Regions from separate parts of the Mus musculus genome. Here all the other regions are linked to region 2. Evidence: chromatin contacts called from public promoter capture Hi-C data. All regions are on one chromosome and are shown on one strand. Each heading gives the region's core, a stretch centred on a gene start, on an enhancer-like site or on the middle of the called end of the contact. The rest is flanking DNA. Distances are from core to core; before and after follow the strand shown.

Region 1 (2,700 bases), core at 156-2,655, 140 kb before region 2:
GTTGCTTTGTTCAAATGCATCCCTGTTTGATTGAAGTTGTTAAGCTTTTGCCATTGCATGACACGTGTGAGTCCTAATGTGCCCAACTGTGGATTCAGGCTAACATCTTTACCTTCCCTATATTAATGGTCATTTAATTTCACATCCCAATTTAATTTCCATTACATATTCAATCTGTTTTTCAGTCCTTGTGTCTATTTTTCTAACTTGGAAATGAATACAAACAAGGACAGCTTTGAAGAGCTTTGGTAATATAAAAACCACAGTTTTCTCTTTTTTTTTCCCCACAGTTTTCTTAAATAATAATAATTATAATGGTTTAGGCTCCATCTATTTCATATTTCCAATACCTAACATATACTATAGATTTAATTATAAGATTAAAAATGATAAATTAAATTTTAAAAATTTCACTATTTTAATTATATGTAATATATTCTATGAACATAAATTTTTAAGGCAGTATTATTTTTCTATAGCTAAAACCAAAAATACTGAGAATCTTTGGAATTAAGAAAAAAAAAAAGAAACATTGCAAACAGAAGGAAACTTGGAATGTGGAGTTAAGTGCTTTTTTAATTATAAAAGTCAATGCATATTGTAATGACTAGAAAACCTTTTTTTTCCCACTGTGAAGTCCTTTACAGTAACCGGTTTCAGAATCAGAAAGATCATATATTAAAAATGGTCCCTGCAGTCATCAACATATACAAGTAAAGTCTAGCTACTGTTAAATTAACACTTCGTTAAAATATCAAAGTAAAAGTTTCAACAAATACTTTTTTATGTTATATTTCAAAACAGGACAAAAAAAAAATGAAGAACAGATTGCCAGTTCTATTCCACAGCAGTCAAGTTTCTCAGTTTGCATTTTCTTTTCTTTTGCTGAGCTCTCTGTTGCTGGAAACTCTTAAACCGATTTCAAGGGCTACACCTGAATAAACACGTTGTAAAAGTGTTTATGTATTGAAGTGGCTCAGTTCAAGGTATGGTATTTGGCTGGAACTTCTAATTTCTCTTTTTACAGCACAAGGACTGCCAGAAGGAGGAAGTCTGAGCTGAATTAATACATTTGCTACAGTGGAAGTAAAATGGAAACTACTCTAACCACAAATCAAACTGCCTCTTTCATTTATGCCAATGATAAAGTTTTTCTAAGAAGTATATACACTCTGGCCCAGAGCCACCATAAGTTTGCATTTGAAAGGAAAACTTGTATGCTTATTTGTTTAAGGTTTACTGCTTGGGTTATTTGTAAGCCTTCTCCTGGTAGGACTGACTGCAGAAGGGCTTGTGGGATAACTTTTCTCTGCTATAGGACAATTGTTGACGATACCCATGTTGCCTGGATTGGTGCAAACTTTCTTTTAAGAACTAGCATCGCAACATGTGAAGGACCTCTGTGTCCCTCACAACAGCTGTGTGAACTCTTGCAACACACACTTATTTTCTGATGGTAGAAAGTCTCTCTGTACAATTCATGCGCACAAAAACCTGCTTATGTTGCCAAAATACACGATCTTAAAAACAAGGGCTTATTTGGTCAAATGACACTGATGCTGTCTTAGGGGTTTGCTTCCCTTTTCTTTATTCTTCGGTTGGTTTGGTCTTGTAGTGGACCTTGTAGTGGAGGTTGCTTCATAGTCTTGGCTGAATAAATATTTTAAGAAAACATGCACATTTCTCAAGGGGCAAGCCAGAGTCAATCATGCACATATTTCAAGCCATGTTATATATTACCCTTACAGGATCAGTAACTTCATATCTAGACTAGTAACTGCAATAAGTCTGAGTAATTCCCATGTAAAGCTACAGCAGAAAACTAAATAGTTCACCTTTATTTTTTGGGTGGGGGGTGATTTCCATGGAACTAGAAACCAATCAATGGTTTTCTTTGTGTCTATATAGCGTAGACTATATATTAACTACATATATATTATATACATCATCTAGTTTCATTTTATATAAACATATAATTTAAAGTAACAATTACTTTAAATTGGAAGCATAGTAGTAACTAACTCCTATAATGTTTGTGAAACCATATTTAAATAATGCATAGAAAGCACCCAGAAAATTATATAGTATACTCAGAGGAAGTACTCCAAACATACTGGTACAATTATAAATATTATTGCTACTCCATGGGAAAGGCAGTTTAATTCACCTCAGTTTCTAGAGCCTAGGACACCCTGACTTTTAATACACTCTGGTTTCTCCCTCTTTCTCTGGTGTGCAACCATATGTATAGATTAACAAGGGTCTAAGATATAAACTAAGTACAAATCAAGCAAGCATTGATAAGCTCACATAGGATTTCCTTCTGTATTGAGAGTTATATCAGACTTCATTTGAGTCTTCTGAAATCTCAGGCAACTCTCAGTTCATGGAAGCTCACTGGGAGAGGAATTTAGGAATTTCCACATTACTGAGGCCATCTCTCCAGCACTGCCCAGGTGAGATGCAGGGCCACTCTACTGAGTGCCTGTCCAGCCCCTCTCCTGGGCAAAGTGGGAGAATACACCCTGGTGATGTGGGTATGGGAGAGCTGGCAGGTTGACCAACTCAGCTACCACCTTGGCCTCAACCCAGGGCTTTGAGTTGGCCTACCCCAACATCTGTCCCATCTATGAACTGCTGAAGCATGTGAAGGGGCCTCTCCTGCAGATCCAAAGCTGCAGGATCTCCATGACACAGGTC
Region 2 (2,700 bases), core at 45-2,544:
GATAAAAGGGATGAAGAGGTGGTTGGGAGGATTTGGAGTACAGGGCGTGAATGTGTTCAAAAGATCTTGTATGAAATTGCCAAGGAATTAATAAAAATATTCTTTATCCAATCTGGGTGGTGAATCCCTTCAAAATCTGTTCATATTATGTCTCAGAAGTTAGTCGTTGTATATATACGCCATCCTTTGTGCAAGCTTGTGCACCTGGGCGCTCTTGATTCCTCCTAGCTGTGGAAACAGTAGGGCCAGCTAGCTCTCCCTGCACAAGACTGTTCCTGACGATTGTGTGCTATCAGCTGCAAGCTATGGACTCCACGCTGAAGAGCATTAGAGTGTTGCAATCTAAGTGTGCTTATGAAGTAGGCCGAATGAAGCAGGGGTTATCTGATTCCAAGGCTATCATATAAATCCAATAATTTATATTTATAATATATAAACTTATATATAAATCAAACATACTTATATAGAAACTAAATATACATTTATATTATAAATATTTTATAAATATATACATTAAAATTTATTTAATTTATAATTACTTCTAACTTCTGACAGGTTGTTTTTGTTTGAATGAAAGAAAAGCCTTTATGAATTTAGTTATTGCTTTTTTCTTTCTTTCCTCCTCCTCCTCCTCCTCCTCCTCCTCCTCCTCCTCCTCCTCCTCCTTCTTCTTCTTCTTTTTCTTCTTCTTAAAAAAACAGTTCTTCATACCCAGGGGGATAGTAAAGGAACTTGTGGTGACGCCGAAGCAGACAGTTAAGTTCTAGTCCTAACCCCATGTGACAGTGGAAGGAGACAACCACTAAAACCAATAAATGTAAAACAGCGAAAAAGAATTCAGCATTTCAACATTTATCTTGCACCATCGGCTTACTGACAACTCTTGGTTTGCTTGTTTACCTCCGATATACCCCCCTCCCTCGCCCTTAATTTAGGGTTTGTGTTTTTTAATACCACAAAGCGCCTCGGCAATTTTAAATAGAGTTTTGACATAAACTCAAACCGATTCACAGTGCCAACCCTACAGGCTTGTGGCTGGGAAGGAGAGAATGTCTGTAGAGAGCCCAGTGCTTCTTCCTCTCAGAGGCCTGGGTCCTGCCTAGAGCTCTGACTCAGGCGAGCACCTGCAGACAATCAGCCCTGAGAGCACCATATTTTACGGAGGGGGGGGGGGAGTGCCACCCTGCCTCAATTAACTGTCCCCATCCAGGATCTGGCTCTCAGCGCGGGACTCAGGTGCCCGCTACACCCCTGCCTGGGCGTTGCCCAGGAACCGCGCCGCCGCAGTGCAGCTCGGACCCCGGGCACCCGCGGGACGCGCTCCCGGCTCTCACCCGGCTCTCGGCTCCGGCCGTGGGATCCAGCACCGCCCACGGCACCTAGGCTGCTGCTATGGGGAATCTACCATCTGCTGCGAAGCACTGCCTCAACTACCAGCAGCTTCTCCGCGAACATCTCTGGAGCGGAGACTCAGTGGCAGGGGCGCTGGATGCGGCGCAGGTACCACCTTGGGCCTAGGGCGTCCCTACCCCCATCCACCTCCCGTCATCCCTTTTGTCTGTGTCACCTCTGTAAGCCAGGGTCCTGCCTGAGGCCCGTTCTATTGTCAGTGTGTGGGTCTGTGGCTGAAAAGCCTCTCATCTTCTCAGCTGTGAACAGCAGGCGCATCCTTGCTGGCCTAGCAGTTTCCCTACCCCAGGCCTTTTGCAGGTCGCCAACAGGAGTGATCATGTCTGTGCGTGTTCTTGGAAGGGCGGTGCTTTTGTTCTCACTTTCTTCCTTGTAATGTGTAACAGACTACAAACATATCACCTTGTGTGGTAGAAAGAGGATGAAGCTAGGGCACACTAGGAAGGCACAGGACGACGATTAAAATCACATGGTATGTTAGAGCATTGACTATCCCTACAGTGTTTTTGCTTAATGAAATTAAACAAGCTTGAATAAAACCATTACAGACTAAAATTATTCCTGCATTTTCCTGAGAGCTTCATAAAGACAACTCATTGTTTATGTATTTATGATTCCATGTACTACCAACAAACGTGCCAGTTAAGTGAGCATAAGGTATATAAAGAAATTTCCTTTTCACATAAAACCGTAAACTTTAAACATAACAGGAAACAGCAGTAATGGTCGTTACCTAAATGTTGAAACCTGTTATGAGTCAAGGGCTTTGTGAGGCCTTAGGTATCATTAGCCTTTTAATTCTAGGCACCTGTTCACTTTGTGAACAGTGTAGTTCTTGTTATTTTTTTTTATTTTAGTGGGCTGGCCTAGCTTTGTTATGTGATGTTACACCAACAGTTCTGACAGGAGTTATTCATATCCTTATGGTGTGGTCTCAGTTCAGTGCTCCAACATGTGAAATCGAAGCCTTCGATCTACAAGTAGGACTTAGCATTCGTGGGTGGTTTTATAAATAGTTTGCTCCCCATTAATTAGAGTATGAGACTGGAGCTATTTGCAAGAGCCAAGTCCTAGAATGGGCATTCTGCCTATCAACAGATGGCTGGATACAATACAGAAGATATGGCATAATTACCCAATGGTTTATTATTCAGAGAGATGAACAAAATCAAGTCATTTGTAGGTAGATGCCTGGAAATAAGCCAGAGCCCAAACAACTAATATCGCCTGTTTCTCTGTCGCCTAAGGAAGGGACATAAATACCAAGAGGAGAAAATTGGGGGTGGGGGT
Region 3 (2,700 bases), core at 97-2,596, 180 kb before region 2:
ACTTTATACTACATATATGCTAAGTAGAATTCCCAGCTGCTCCTGAGTGAGGATGAATGTCAAAATACTAGGATTTAAAAATGTTTCTCTTATATTTCTTAAGCTATGGAAGGAATTTTCCCCAATGAAAATTAGAACTAATATTTTCTCTTTATTTATTTTATTGAATTTTTTTCATGCTAATTTAACTTTAATTCTGTGAGACAGGAATCAAGGTTAAAAAAAAAAGACCACATTCCACAGTGTATGATCAGTTAAAAGAGAAAGAATTGCAATACAAAAAGTAATTTTAAGATTTAAATAAATCTTCAAAATCATTTGCTGTATGCAGTTTGTCATATATATGCACATATGAATATATACCTGCTGCTCCTTAACTAAAATAGAGGTAGGAAAAGAAAATAGTTTTCTTATATTTTCAAAATGTATGTCACATCTCAAAGCTTTTAGTACCAGAATTGTAAAATTTTTCAGAAAGATTTATTTATTTATTTATTTATTTTATGTATGAGAGTACACTATCATTGTCTTCAGACACACCAGACGAAGGCATCAGATCCTATTACAGATGGTTGCAAGCCACCAGGTGGTTGCTGGGAATTGAACTCAGGACTTCTAAAAGAGCAACCAGTGCACTTAACCAGTGAGCCATCTCTCTAGCCTCAGAACTGTAAATTTTTAATGTATTTTCAGGAAACTTCAGAAGCAGTTGAGGTTCTTATAGATTGTACTTTTTGGTTCAGTACTTTTAATAGCACATATGCATTATCTCATATGGGAGCTCTCTGTTTGTAAGGTCCTGCCTTCATGTGCATGTGTGTGGGGAAACTTTGCTATCACTTTGTCTGATGTTTGGGTGTTTCACTTAAGAGACCTCAGCTGATCGATTAGCCAGCTAGCTTGTGAATCCTCTAACAGTGTTAACCACACTGAAAAGTGGATAGAGCCATAATGCCATCTACTTTCCCACTTGTTTCGTCTATGTAACCTACAACTCTTTACATTCTAGATTTTACTCCTACCATCTCTTACATTCCTGATTTATGCTTATGCACATTTAAATGCGTGCAATTTAAAGAAGTGTTCTGATAGGTATCCAAGTCTTTATTTTTCCTGCTAAAGAGGTAACACATTTTTCTATCATTTCATTTATTTTAATCGTTTTATATAAAACCAACAACTCCAAATCTCATACAGAACGCACCGCTCTTCAGTCACACCTCATATATTGACATTATTGAGAAATGAGGTTTCCACACTATTAAATTTTCCAGCTCATGCAGCTGAGCGCCACACGCACGCTTTTGTTGAGCAAGCACAGAGGGCCTAAGGCCGAGTAAATAAGATCTCAAAAGCTCATAGCCTGGGGGACATGGGATGTAGACAGCTTGCCTCACACAGACTTTAATAACAATAATACAATGTGCTAAGAACTATGATGTAAGTATGCACTAAGTGATGTGGAAATGTGAATGAAGGGAAATGAGTTCTTCACGTGGGTGGGGGACCGGTTTCAGGGGAGGGCTCTGGGACTTATCATTCAGGGTGGATAGGAACTTTCTAGAGGCAGAGGAAGGGTTGGATTTTAACTTTAAAATACTATACATTAAAATGTTAAAATACCTAAAATGTTATTAATTAAATCATATTATACAAACAAACTGATCAACAGCCACAAAGGTTGTGATGTACATTTAACAGACACATGTGTCTGATGCTGTACTAAAGTGTTACATTTGAATTAAAAATTACACACACACACACACACACACCACACACATCACACACACCACACACACACACACACACACACACACACACACACACACACACACACACACACACACACTTACACACACACACACACACACACACACACACACACACACACTTACACACACACACACACACACACACACACACACACACACACACACATGCGTGCGCGAGCCTTTTAGGAGTCTGATGCTCTATGGGCATACATTTCTGGACTCCACTGCACAAACATTTTAGGCTAGACTGCCCAAGGTCATTAGCTGCCTTCACTCCTTGGTGTATTTAGCTCTGCTGTCATCATTTCAGTCCATAGTCAGCTTCCCGTTTACACCATCTCTCCCCCTTTGTGCTTCTTTAAGACTTGGGATTCTTCTGTGGACATTCTTCCAAATAAATGTGTGTTGACAGCTTCTACACTGGAAGATTTCCTGGCCTCATGAGACTTGCAGAGCAGAGGAGGACTCTGGAAGGGGGCGGAGTTGATTCTGCTAGTGCAAGGCAGCAGTCAAGCACAGCCTACATTTCTTGGTATACAGGGATCAAGCTTTATTCTATCACTGGTTCTCAACTGGGGCCCCACAGCTCCCTAGGGAACATTTGTCAATGTCTGAATGTATTTTTGGTTGTCACATTGACGGGGATGGTGTGGGATTTGGGTGTATACTACAGGCATTGAATGTGTGGTTATGCTGAGTGTGTATAGTGCGTCCTACTAAACCTTCTAAAAGACACCAGGCATCTCCTTTAACCAACAAAGAATAACCTGATCCCAAGTGCTGATTTTTAAAATATGACACAGAATCAGATATTCTGGAATACTGATACTCATGTTTTTCAGAATTTTAGAAGTCCGTGTTTGTTTTGTATGAAATAGTAAGGGTCATCTAAAAACATCTAAAAACAGCACACAATCTAAACTTTACC

What was found. Promoter capture Hi-C pulls out the DNA fragments that hold promoters and counts their contacts.
Region 1: a promoter capture Hi-C map of liver shows a contact between it and region 2, with 3 times the contacts expected there. The contact joins the enhancer-like site here to the promoter of Hmgcll1 in region 2. A contact is called at or near these places in 3 of 39 promoter capture datasets (the C10 cell line, hippocampal neurons and liver), 1 of 484 Hi-C or Micro-C datasets (thyroid gland), 3 of 115 datasets of contacts at active chromatin or transcription factors (embryonic stem cells, large pre-B cells and pancreatic cancer cells) and 3 of 9 other capture datasets (adipose tissue, liver and pancreatic islet).
Region 3: a promoter capture Hi-C map of the C10 cell line shows a contact between it and region 2. The contact joins the enhancer-like site here to the promoter of Hmgcll1 in region 2. A contact is called at or near these places in 5 of 39 promoter capture datasets (the 3T3-L1 cell line, the C10 cell line and liver), 1 of 15 datasets of contacts at CTCF or cohesin (pro-B cells), 3 of 484 Hi-C or Micro-C datasets (brain, nephron progenitors and pancreatic cancer cells), 5 of 115 datasets of contacts at active chromatin or transcription factors (the 230-238 cell line, embryonic stem cells, large pre-B cells and 1 more) and 3 of 9 other capture datasets (adipose tissue, embryonic stem cells and liver).

The regions. Positions count from the first base shown.
Region 1 is chr9:75,869,521-75,872,220 of GRCm38.p6, forward strand. All of the region lies in intron 3 of Bmp5 (bone morphogenetic protein 5), which reads left to right. Among named protein-coding and RNA genes, the nearest start is that of Bmp5, 96 kb to the left of the region's middle. RefSeq lists an enhancer at 228-2,700. Within about 2 kb of position 1,406, at least 11 of the 459 cell types and tissues checked have an H3K27ac peak or open chromatin away from gene starts, as enhancers often do.
Region 2 is chr9:76,013,683-76,016,382 of GRCm38.p6, forward strand. It overlaps Hmgcll1 (3-hydroxymethyl-3-methylglutaryl-Coenzyme A lyase-like 1), which reads left to right and starts at 1,295. Exons shown (of 9, transcript NM_173731.2): 1 at 1,295-1,500. The coding sequence starts at 1,393.
Region 3 is chr9:75,831,330-75,834,029 of GRCm38.p6, forward strand. The region is part of intron 2 of Bmp5 (bone morphogenetic protein 5); the gene reads left to right. Among named protein-coding and RNA genes, the nearest start is that of Bmp5, 57 kb to the left of the region's middle. Within about 2 kb of position 1,347, at least 7 of the 459 cell types and tissues checked have an H3K27ac peak or open chromatin away from gene starts, as enhancers often do.